4 separate regions of the Sus scrofa genome follow, and regions 2, 3 and 4 are each linked to region 1. The links are chromatin contacts, called in public Hi-C and HiChIP or PLAC-seq maps. All regions are on one chromosome and are shown on one strand. Each heading gives the region's core, a stretch centred on a gene start, on an enhancer-like site or on the middle of the called end of the contact. The rest is flanking DNA. Distances are from core to core; before and after follow the strand shown. Region 1 holds the start of NUDT4 (diphosphoinositol polyphosphate phosphohydrolase 2). Region 2 holds the start of EEA1 (early endosome antigen 1). Region 3 overlaps LOC102158255 (a long non-coding RNA gene). Region 4 has its middle 81 kb from the start of EEA1.

Evidence for each region. A called contact is a pair of places that touch in the nucleus more often than the background predicts. HiChIP or PLAC-seq counts read pairs in DNA pulled down with a chosen protein or histone mark.
Region 2: a contact with region 1 is called in an H3K27ac HiChIP or PLAC-seq map of alveolar macrophages. The contact joins the promoter of EEA1 here to the promoter of NUDT4 in region 1. A contact is called at or near these places in 2 of 5 promoter capture datasets (fetal skeletal muscle and liver), 5 of 47 Hi-C or Micro-C datasets (alveolar macrophages, embryonic fibroblasts, epiblast stem cells and 2 more) and 2 of 2 datasets of contacts at active chromatin or transcription factors (alveolar macrophages and skeletal muscle).
Region 3: a Hi-C map of psoas muscle shows a contact between it and region 1, with 2.7 times the contacts expected there. The contact joins the enhancer-like site here to the promoter of NUDT4 in region 1. A contact is called at or near these places in 3 of 5 promoter capture datasets (fetal liver, fetal skeletal muscle and liver), 12 of 47 Hi-C or Micro-C datasets (embryonic fibroblasts, epiblast stem cells, fetal heart ventricle and 6 more) and 2 of 2 datasets of contacts at active chromatin or transcription factors (alveolar macrophages and skeletal muscle).
Region 4: a contact with region 1 is called in an H3K27ac HiChIP or PLAC-seq map of skeletal muscle, with 14 times the contacts expected there. The contact joins the enhancer-like site here to the promoter of NUDT4 in region 1. A contact is called at or near these places in 1 of 5 promoter capture datasets (fetal skeletal muscle), 21 of 47 Hi-C or Micro-C datasets (alveolar macrophages, brain, embryonic fibroblasts and 12 more) and 2 of 2 datasets of contacts at active chromatin or transcription factors (alveolar macrophages and skeletal muscle).

What each region holds. Positions count from the first base shown.
Region 1 is chr5:89,726,953-89,729,651 of Sscrofa11.1, forward strand. It overlaps NUDT4 (diphosphoinositol polyphosphate phosphohydrolase 2), which reads right to left and starts at 1,308. Exons shown (of 5, transcript XM_003126721.5): 1 at 805-1,308. The coding sequence starts at 903.
Region 2 is chr5:90,130,339-90,133,037 of Sscrofa11.1, forward strand. It overlaps EEA1 (early endosome antigen 1), which reads left to right and starts at 1,369. Exons shown (of 33, transcript XM_021091260.1): 1 at 1,369-1,619. The coding sequence starts at 1,596.
Region 3 is chr5:90,084,501-90,087,199 of Sscrofa11.1, forward strand. All of the region lies in intron 1 of LOC102158255 (a long non-coding RNA gene), which reads left to right. Among named protein-coding and RNA genes, the nearest start is that of EEA1, 46 kb to the right of the region's middle. Within about 2 kb of position 1,396, at least 8 of the 83 cell types and tissues checked have an H3K27ac peak or open chromatin away from gene starts, as enhancers often do. A contact at or near this core is called in omental adipose tissue and skeletal muscle, where this site is marked.
Region 4 is chr5:90,049,617-90,052,315 of Sscrofa11.1, forward strand. No RefSeq gene overlaps it. Among named protein-coding and RNA genes, the nearest start is that of EEA1, 81 kb to the right of the region's middle. Within about 2 kb of position 1,380, at least 18 of the 83 cell types and tissues checked have an H3K27ac peak or open chromatin away from gene starts, as enhancers often do. A contact at or near this core is called in fetal liver, omental adipose tissue and skeletal muscle, where this site is marked.

The DNA of each region.
Region 1 (2,699 bases), core at 58-2,557:
GCTGATGGGTGAATTACAGAAGACTGTTCCTCTCCTGATTTCAAGCCAAACACAGAAAAGTAAAGCTCTGATAAATATGCAGAGAGCTAGAGATTACTGTTTGAAAATGGCAACTTTGCCCACCTCCATCTTCTTCCTTCTGGCATGATTCCACCTTTTTCACTAACCATCTTTCTGCAGTTAGAAAACTTTAAAAGCTGTTTTTTTTTTTAAATCAGCTATTAATAATGCTAAGTGCTTGTGAGTTAAAGAATTCACTTAAAAAGTGGAATTGACAGAACTAGACCTAATGGGTTTTTATTTTAAAGCACGGATCCTGTTTGGATATTTCACAGACATGCCTAGATTTAAGCATAAAACGCAAACTGCAGTTAACATGGGGAGGAAAATGTAACAGAGGCAGAAGGGCTTGGGCTGAAACACGCCATTTCTACTCCCTCGGTTAGCGCTCGAGGTTTCTCCGGCTTTACGCTCAATTCGCAGGTTAAGATGGTGACTCCCGCTAGGCGCGACCTAGAGGGCCCAGGACCTGCCCCGGCTCCCGTCCTAACCCAGACCCAGTAGGAGAGCATGGGGCTGGCAAACCCCTTTGTTTCCACAATCTAGCCCGAGAAAAGGCAGGAAGGCAGGAGGGAGGGAGCCCATCTCTCCCAGTCCTAGGGCGAGACGGGGGGTCAGGAGGGGAAGGGGATGGAGAAAGGGAAGGGCAAGGGCAAGGACCTCCCACCCCAGCCAGCCCGAACCCTACATCAGCCCCGCCCCAGCGCGCCCGCGGTGGGCACAGAGCGCGTCGGCCTCCCTCACCTCGTCCTCCTGCTCGCTCCGGAAGCAGAGGCACGCCGCCCGCTTCTTGAAGCCCTCGCGGTCATACGTCCGCGTCTGGTTGGGCTTGAACTTCATCATAGAGGCGGGCTCTTGCTGCCGCTTCTGCTCCGGCCGCCGCCGCGGGGGCCCGGCCGCCGCCACCCCGCCGGGGAATGGGGGGCGAGGGCCAGTCGGGGCGCAGGGAGGCGAGGCGGCAGCGCGTGGAAGGCGCAGGGAGGCCGGGTCAGTCCCGGAGCCGGCGACTGCTCCGACGCGGGGCAGGGCGCGAGCGCCGGTCACTGGAGCCCGGGTGCTGGAGAGGAAGCGCCGCCTCTGTCCGGGCGTCCACCGCTCTCCATGGAGCCCGCCTCCCGCTCGCCTCCGCTCCCGCCCGCTGCTGTTGCCGCCGCCGCCGCCGCTGCCGCGGGAGGAAGAGCCAAGCTCGAGGCACGCGCCACAAGGAGACAGTTGCAGTGACTACCGCCGACTGGGCAGCAGCGCAGCGGCAGCTTCGCACCGCCCCCTCCGCCGTATTTAAGGGGGCCGCGCCCGCCCCGCCCCGCCCTCGCGCGCTCCGCCCTGCGCGCGCCTCCGCGCCTGCGTGCCGGACCGTTGCGGCGGGGGCGGGGCCTGGGCGTTCCGGCGGCCGGATTGGGGCGGGCGGGCGGCGCGTGCTCCAGCCGCGCGCGGGGCCAGGCCCGCTGGGAGGCCTCCGACGCGAAAGGAGCACAGCCCCTCTGCCTGTTTGTGGCTCCCCCGGTTTCCCCTGTGAGCGTCTTGGCCTCTCCGCGAGAGCGGGTCTCACCACAGACCTCCTCCGCAAAGTCGCTGCCTGGTCAGGAGAGGCCAGGAGGTGTCACAGCGAAGGCCGTCTCCTCAGGGTAGCCGTCCAGAGTGCGCCTGTCAAGTGCGGGGAGAGAAGCGAGCGGAGGCCTAGAAAGGTGAAGACTTCGGTTGAGAGGTTTTGTTGGTTTTGTTGGCAGGGAAAGGGAGAAGGCACATCTCCTTTACATTTTTTAATCTTTGGTCGGGGGTCGCTTGTGTTCTTTCAAGAGTCAACTCAAAACACAAACAAACAAAAGCAAAAAACAAAAAAAAGAGCTCCTGTCGTGGCTCAGTGGCTAACGAAACTGACTAGGAACCATGAGGTTGCAGGTTCGATCCCTGGCCTCGCTCACTGGGTTAAGGATCCGGCGTTGTCGTGAGCTGTGGTGTAGGCCGTTGCCTGTAGCCTGGGAAGCGCCACATGCCTTGGGGTCGGCCCCAGAAAAGACCAAAAAAAAAAAAAAAAGTCACCTCTAGCTTGAACCTTTGTTTGAAGGCGCAGATAACATCTTCCACTTTGTCCCACCCTCAAGGATGCATTCCTCAATGCCAGCAGTGGCTAGTATCTCCTAACCTCATCTCGGGCCTAAGTAACAGGCGCAGCTAGGTGCTGGGGCCACGTTGCTCAATAGAAGGGCATGTCTGCTACATAGGGGCTTGCAGTGTCTCTGGGACTTGGGACAAACAACTTTTACGTTTTCCTGCAAGTGCTAAAATAGGAGCCAGGGGGCCTATCTTAGGAAGGTGGGGTTTTGTTTGTTTTTGCCCACACCCGTGGCATATGTTACTTTCTGGGCCAAGGATCCAATCCACCCCACAGCAGCCACCCCAGCCACAGCAGTGACAATGTCAGCTCCTTAACCCACTGAGCCATCAGGACACTGCTTAGGAAGGTGCTAAGGAAGTTCAGGGGAGCCCCTCACTCCCACAGTCTTGTCCCCAACACAGAGCCCTGGCTGTGTAGGTCCAGCCACATCTGACTGTTCATACTTCATTCCTAGAGGGCCTACTGTGTGCCAGGCATTGACATCTAAAATCAGCCCTGCCAGGAACTTAGGCACTTGAGGACA
Region 2 (2,699 bases), core at 119-2,618, 400 kb after region 1:
CTAATAAGCACTCCATTCATTGCTTGGTAGACTTCATTACCCCCCTCCCCCAATTCAAGCAGGGTTAGTTGCATTTTTCTCCCCTTCTTCTTCCCTATGTAAACAATGTTAAAGTCTTCTCCCCTGCTCCCCCCTCCAGGGTAAAAGCCAAATCTCTCAACTTGTGAAAGCTGAGAGCAACTTGGCAAAATGATATGATTCTGCAGCTGTGACTTTTTTTTTTTTTGTTTTGGGCAGCTGTGACTTTTGACTTCAAATAATGACATGGTGCCTGGAAGTCAGTTCTAAGTCCATTTCCCAGTCCACATCCTTGTTTTGGCACACTGTTTATCTGTGACCTCATTTTGTTTTTTTTGTAGGGCCAAACCTGCAGCATATGGAGGTTCCCAGGCTAGGGGTCGAATCAGAGCTGCAGTCCGACGATCCCAGCTGCATCTGCGACCTACACCACAGCTTAGGGCTACACCAGATCCTTAGCCCACTGAGCGAGGCCAGGGATGGAACCTGCATGCTCATGGATGCTAGTCAGATTGGTTTTTGCGGAGCCACGAAGGGAAAACGTCATTATTTTTTTCTTAATCTATGAAACAGACGCATTAATGTCGATTCACTTCATACATTCGTTATCAGAAGAGGATTTAAAATTCCTTAGGAGAATGAGCCAAGCATGGGCTTTAGTGGGTGCAACATGTTAGCGTCATCAGTCCATTAAATATTGTTGCTATAGTCCAAAGGACAACGCCAAACTTTTTTTTTTCCCTATCAATTCAAATTGCAGTTTCTTTCTATACTTTCTTCCGATTCTTTACTTTTCCTTTGGCTGAAATGAGAAGCAGGAAGGGAGGAGGGAAAGGAGCCAGGGGTTGGACCAGAGGAGGGAAGCCCAACAGACCGGTTAATCGTGTCTGAGTCTCTCCTTTGCTTGCACTCTGAGACTAAGCTTCCTGCAGAAATGGGAGTCCAGTTGAGCAACGGTCAAGGCCAGGGTCACACCGACAGATTTTACAGAGCAGTCTGAGGTGCCATAGCAGGTACCTGCCTCGAGAGCCCGCCTTCCTTCGCGGCCAAGGACCACCCCCCAAGCCCCAAGGTCCCCAAGTCCCCAGGTCCCCAAGTCCCCTCCGCGGGTGCCGGGTCTACGCGCGAGCGCCTCTGACGGAGCGCGGGTGTGCGCTCAGCGGCCGGAAGGAGCGGCAGTGCCAGCGTCCTGCCTCCTGTCCGTCACGCAATGGCCCACGCCGCCGCCCTTTCCGATTGGTCGCCGGCCCAGGCCAGGCCCCTTCCAGCCCCGCCTCCCGCGGATGGACAGGCCGAGAGGGCGGGGCGGCGCGGGCGGGTCCGCCCAGCTGTCAGTTACGGGGGCGGCCCGGCGGGCGGGCGCTCGCTGGCTATCTCGTCCCCGGCTCGCGCGCGCTCCCTCTCACCGCCTGTGGGGAAGTCGGGGCCGCCCTAGCGGCTGCCGCCACCGCCTCGCCCCGACCTCCTCCCAGGTTCCCTTCTGGCTCAGTCCCTACCGCCCGCGCACCCCCGAGTAGTGAGTGACCCCGAGGAGGGTCCGGAGAGTCACCGCGGCAGCGCCGGGGGGTGTTTAAACCATGTTAAGGAGGATTTTGCAGAGGGTAAGAGAGTGAAACCGTCTTTCCAGGAGCACGTGAGCGGGAGCCCGAGTCCGAGGCCGCGGAAGCCGCCGCCGCGCTGAGGAGCCGAGGCGGCGGCGCTGGCGTCCCTCCTCAGTGCGGGCGCCTCCCTGCTTTAGGCCCCGCAGCCCGGGCGCTGATTAGGCCTCGGTCCTCTGCTCCCGGGGCGGGCGTGGGGGCAGGGAGGGCGGGCGCGGCGGCAGGCCGGGGCCGGGCGCCCGGTCTGCCGCGGCCCCGCGCGCCCAGGCCCGGGCCCCGCTCCCGCACGGGCTGTCAGTGCGAGCGGGCGGCGGGGCGGGAGGGTGTGGTGCCGGCGCGTTCCTTCCAGATCCTGGAATGGCAGTGAACACGGAGAGTTGGTGCCGCCGGGGCCGGCCGGCCGCCCGCCGGGCTGGAGGACGCCCCGTGGGAGCCCGCGGGAGGCGAGTTCGGCGGGTCCCCCGGCCGCCCTGCCCAGCGGGCCCCCCAACTTTACGCGACCCGCAGCTGCCACGCTCGGCGTCGCGGTCTGCTCTGGGCAGCCCTGCGTGGTAACGTGGTGAAAGCTGGCCTAGCCTCGGCCCAGTCGCGGTACCGACACGTCCCTGGCAGAGTCAGCCTCGAAGGAAGATATTACTCACTGTTGCAAACTTTTCCCCTCCCCAGTTAAAAATGCGTTTCCCCCTCCCAGCCCAGTAGCTTTTTGGAGCCGTCGGAGACTAAATCCCCCGTAAGCTCTAGCCCCGGGTATGCACTTAACTCCTTTATTTTCTGCCAGTGCTATCTTTATTTACAATCTGGAAAAAAACCTTGATATATAAAGATGAGCGCATTGGCGATATGTAGATGTTGTGTTTAGGAGTCAGTTCCTGGAATAGCAATTGAGATCTTTTCTATAAGATTTACTGTACTCAAGTTTTTGTTTTGGACAACTTCTATATTTCTTTTTGGGACCGATAGGGTGCAAAATGTAAATGATTGAAAAGCTGGTGCCAGATTCGTTAGTTGGTTATTGAGGGAGTAGGATAACTAGTTCAAAGGACAAAAGGAATTAGTGAACTTGTAGTATTCAGTCAAGGAATG
Region 3 (2,699 bases), core at 146-2,645, 360 kb after region 1:
GAAAGGTTAGAAGTGCATCTGAGATGAAGCAAAGCCTTAGGGAAAAAGAAGCAGACTTCAGAATCTTGAATATGTGCCTGAAATATAAACATTTGTTTTTAAGAGTAAAATCTTAGAGGGTAGCTATGTCTTCAAATGAATCATTTTATCAATGAGGTAGTTCATTGGGAACATAGATGTTTTCCCTACACGGTGCCAAGAAACCTGATTTAATTGATTTTATGATTAAATTGCAGGAGGCGCCTGATTGTTTTTGCAAACTCATTCCTTGCTTTTTATTGATTCGGTTTAAAGTTTGGCCATTGAACATTACAGTAAAGAGATGGATCCACCATGAACTGACAAAGGCAAGGATAGACACCACTTGAAACCACCACACATAAGAAGTTGTATCACAGCTCTTAGGAATTTTTGATTCCAAATTTCCTTGAAAATTTGTACCTGAAGATTAGAGAACTAGGATTATGACTCTCTACCTTGAGGTTCACCCCAGACCATCAACCTCCCTCAACTGTTGTTCATTCAAAAAGGGTTGATGGAATACTACTCAGCCATAAAAAAGAATGACATAATGCCATTTGCAGCAACATGGATGAAACTGAGTGAAATGAGCCAGGAAGACAAAGACAAATACCATATGATATCACTTATAACTGGAATCTAATATCCAGCACAAATGAACATCTCCTCAGAAAAGAAAATCATGGACTTGGAGAAGAGACTTGTGGTTGCCTGATGGGAGGGGGAGGGAGTGGGAGGGATCGGGAGCTTGGGCTTATCAGACACAACCTAGAATAGATCTGCAAGGAGATCCTGCTGAGTAGCACTGAGAACTATGTCTTGATATTCATATTGCAACAGAACAAAGGGTGGGGGAAATATGTATACATGTAAGGATAACTTGATCCCCTTGCTGTACAGTGGGAAAAAAAATAAATTATTTAAAAAAAAAGAAAAAGGGTTGAGAAGTTTTCCCAGAGAACTAGCTTGCTATTTTCCATTTCCTTCCCGGAAGATTTCTTGGCAGATCCAAACCTCGAAGGGGTCTTCTCCCACTTACCAGGCTCCCTTGTGTTTCCCATTCATTCTGCTGTGACAAGTACATATTTCAAAACTCTCAAATGGTTCTTCCTCCCTCTAGTCTTCGCTGAACCCCAAAACCTAGGGTCAGTTTCCAGAATGGTGAGCTCCGTTAAACAGCGGCAGGAAGAACCCCCTCATCCCCTGGGTCTACGGGCATCTTATGCCAGGCTCTAAAGTCCTCATTTCCCAGCATCAAGTGCAGGTGGAATTTGGCAGAGGGCTGCCAATCTCTCCTCAAAGACTTGCAACTACTCCCAGCCTCAGGCTTCTTTTTAAAAAATATACGCAATATTCGCTACTTCTGGGCGCTTCTCTTAGCCTGGCTTCTCTTCTTCGCCTTTGAAAAATAATGTCCCTTCTTTTCCCCAAGGGAGGTCTTTGAATGCTTCTGGCATTTTCCCAGATTGCTTTCATTTTCTTAAACATTGGTTATGAAACAAAATATGTCAAATTTAAATAGCTCATGTGTTGTTACTAAACTGCTTCCCCGCTGGCTTCCTGGCCCCAAGGCAAGTGGAAGCGCGTCTGTTAGTTTTTTGAAGTGAACTAGCACCCTCTGTAGGCCAATTTTTTTATAAGTATGAGAAACCACATCGCTGTTAAATTTCTAATGCTAGGGCCTAAGGCAAAAAAAAAATATCACATCTGTCGAAATTACCAGGCAGCATAAAAGCCATGAATTCATTTCTTTTGTTTTTCTCTTAATGTGCTGGTTGCCTCCCGTTTTTTAGAGCAGTGGAGCTTTAATAGGGGAAGGAATGTTAGGTTAAATAAAGAAATAGTTTCTTTCTCAACCCTGCTTTTTTTCTCTCTCCTCCCCTCCATTTACTTTGAGAAACGCATTCAGCCATATTTATTGACCGTCTGCTGGGTGTCAATCACCATTACAGGTTCTAATCCATAGAGGCCCCTGCTCTTGTGGAGCTTGCATTCTAAGGAGGAGCTAAAGGAGATTAAAGTCTAGATTTTGAAAAGAGATGTTTTTTTTTTCTTTTTTTTTTTTTTAAAGAGAGTGATAAGTACTCTGAGAATAACAAAACAGAATCGTGGCTTAGAGAGTGCTGGAGGCGTCGGGGGTTTTTTTTTTGTTTTTTTTTTTTTTTGTCTTTTGTCTTTTTGTCTGTTGTTGTTGTTGATGTTGTTGTTACTGTTGTTGCTATTTCTTGGGCCGCTCCCGCGGCATATGGAGGTTCCCAGGCTAGGGGTCGAATCAGAGCTGTAGCCACCGGCCTACGCCAGAGCCACAGCAACGCGGGATCCGAGCCGCGTCTGCAACCTACACCACAGCTCACGGCAACGCCGGATCGTTAACCCACTGAGCAAGGGCAGGGACCGAACCCGCAACCTCGCAACCTCATGGTTCCTAGTCGGATTCGTTAACCACTGCGCCACGACGGGAACTCCCAGGCGTCGGGTTTTAAACAGTCATGGAGCCACCAGGAGGAGGTGACTTTGAGCAGATATTTAGATGAAGAGGCAGGTGTATAATCTTGATGAATGTCGCAAATTATGGAGAAAGGCATTGATGAAACTATTCCTCTAGCGCTTTAGTTACTAAGTCTCTGAACTCAGTGGTTTGAGTATTTGTTTATTGAATATCTTCTTCAGGTTTGTTG
Region 4 (2,699 bases), core at 130-2,629, 320 kb after region 1:
AAAAACTGGCTCCTGGCTTCCTTCCGTGTACGTAGATCCATTCATCACACATTATTAGAATCTAAAAAGACTTTATAGAAAAACCAGACCACTGCTTTCCAAAATGTCTTCCTCAGAGCTGAGAGGTATTAAGAGATGCTCAGTGGAAAAGAGAGTTTATGATCAATGCATTTAGAAAATGCCAATTATGTAAGTCAGCTATAATAAAAATTTTTAAATGTTATATCCAAAAAAAAAAAAAAAAGAAAGGAAAATGCCAATTATACAGGTTTCTAGACACTGGATACCATAAGCAGCCTCAGTGTGCTCACTTGGCTGATGAGCACTATGACTTGAGAGAGGGGTTGGAGGGGGTCGGGAGGGGATGTGAGATGCAGTGTTTGATCAGAGGGACTTCTCTCAGATTGTAGAGCAGCACTGTCATTTAGAAATACCTTGCATATCTGGAGTTACACATATCAATTTTAAATATTCTGGTCGCTAGTTTTTAAAGAAATAGGGGAGCTCCTGTTGTGGCTCAGCAGTAATGAACCCAACTAGTATCCATGAGGACCGGGGTTCAGTCCCTGGCCCCACTCATTAGGTTAAGGATCCAGCGTTATTGTGAGCTGCTGTGTAGATTGCAGACACAGTTTGGATCTGACATTGCTGTGTGTTTCTGGCAGAGGCCAGCAGCTACAGCTCCAATTCAACCCCTAGCCTGGGAATTTCCATTTGTCACAGGAGCCAAAAAAAAAAAAAAAAAGGAAATAGGTTTTGCCTAATTTTTTATATAAAGTTTTTATCTATCATTTTTTAGAGTTTGTTTTTTTTTTTTTTTTGGTGGGGGCACACCTGCAGGATATGGAGGTTATCAGGCTAGGGGTTGAATAGGAGCTGTCGCTGCCAGCCTATGCCACAGCCACAGCGCATCTGAAACTGAGCCTTGTCTCCAACCTATACCACAGCTCATGGCAACACCAGATCCTTAACCCACTGAGCGAGGCCAGAGACCGAACCCGTGTCCTCATGAATACGAGTCCGATTCGTTTCTGCTGAGCCAAGAAAGGAACTCCTAAAGATGTTTTAGGTTCACAGCAAAATTGAGCAGAAACTACTGAGAATTCCCCTCTGCCTCCTATCCCCACAGCAATCACAGCCTTCCGTAATATCCTAATTTTAATAATATTTTATTTCCCTCAATTATAAAAGTATTATGATTTCAACATTAATCAAGGTAAAACTATTAATGAGATCCTACCTTAGTTTTTACATTCTAAATTGGCTGCTTTCCAAGTGCTTGACAGCCACACCTAGCTCGTGGCTACACTCAGAGCAGAAGGGGTCAAGGGTCCCAAGAGACGTGGTTTAGGAAATGCTGATCTGGCCACACCCACCCGTACAGATAAAGCTGAAGAGCCCCGAGGTTTGAAGTGGCTTTCCTAAGTCTCAGACCCAATTAGTGTCGGAGATGAGATCAGCACACAGGTTCCTGACCTTCGCCTCACCCTCAGGGGCAGTTCTTTCCTCCACTTCGTGACTCAAACACAAATCTTCTCCTTTGTAGGAGGCAGAATTCCAACTTCCTTTCTTTGCTCTGCAATGGAACAGCCCCCTGTTCCTTCGGAAGTAAAGTGGATGGGTCTTAGTCTAGGGACAGAGAGGGTCTGAGTCCACGATGATTATCCACATGCTCCTGGTTCCTCTCAGAATCTCGGCACTGTCACTTCTTAGTGTTGTACAGTATCCATTCTCACTCACATCAGGGGCTCTTTCAGACCGTAGTGCACTAGGATCCCTCACCTTGGGTCACAGTAGTGGCCCCTGGGTACTGGGGCCCTGGAGTGAGGACGGTGGAAGGAGGCTTCCATTCTTCATTGATTCAGCAAATGTTTATTGAACACCTATCACATTCCAGGCCCTGTTCTTGGTGCTGCATATACATCAATGGACAAACCAAGTCCTTGGCCTCTGGAGTTTAGATTCTAGTGGTACAAAACAGACAAAACAAATATGTAAATATATGGCACCTTAGAGGGGAATTATGTTTTTGAAAGAAGATAAAATAAAATAAGGGGAAAGGGAAGTAAGAAATAGAGGTAGGCTGGACAATGAGGGATTTTTTTTTTTTTTTTGACTCTCTAATCATGGTGGTTATAGATGAAAGGGGGAATGGATTTAAGGAAACATTCTTCTTAGTTTATATTATTAATGTATGTTTAAATGCCTTTGACATTTGTGGACATGCAGATCCTCTAAAGGAAATAATGAGACTACCTATTAACAACTAAATCTTACTGTGTAGCACTGGGAACTATATCTAGTCACTTATGATGGAGCATGATAATGTGAGAAAAAAGAATCTATACATGTATGTGTAACTGGGTCACCATGCTGTACAATATAAAATTGACAGAACACTGTAAACCAGCTATAATGGAAAAAAAATTAAAATCACTATATAAAAAAACAAACAACAAAAGCACATTCTATTCAGTAGGCACTGTGTTGAGCACATGATACAGTTTTAACAGTTTAATGAGAAAGCAAGGGTCTTTGCTTAGTATTCATTCTCTAAATTTCTGTAGTTAAGAAGTGTCATGAGGAGTTCCCGTCGTGGCGCAGTGGTTAACGAATCCGACTAGGAACCATGAGGTTGTGGGTTCGATCCCTGCCCTTGCTCAGTGGGTTAACGATCGGCGTTGCCGTGAGCTGTGGTG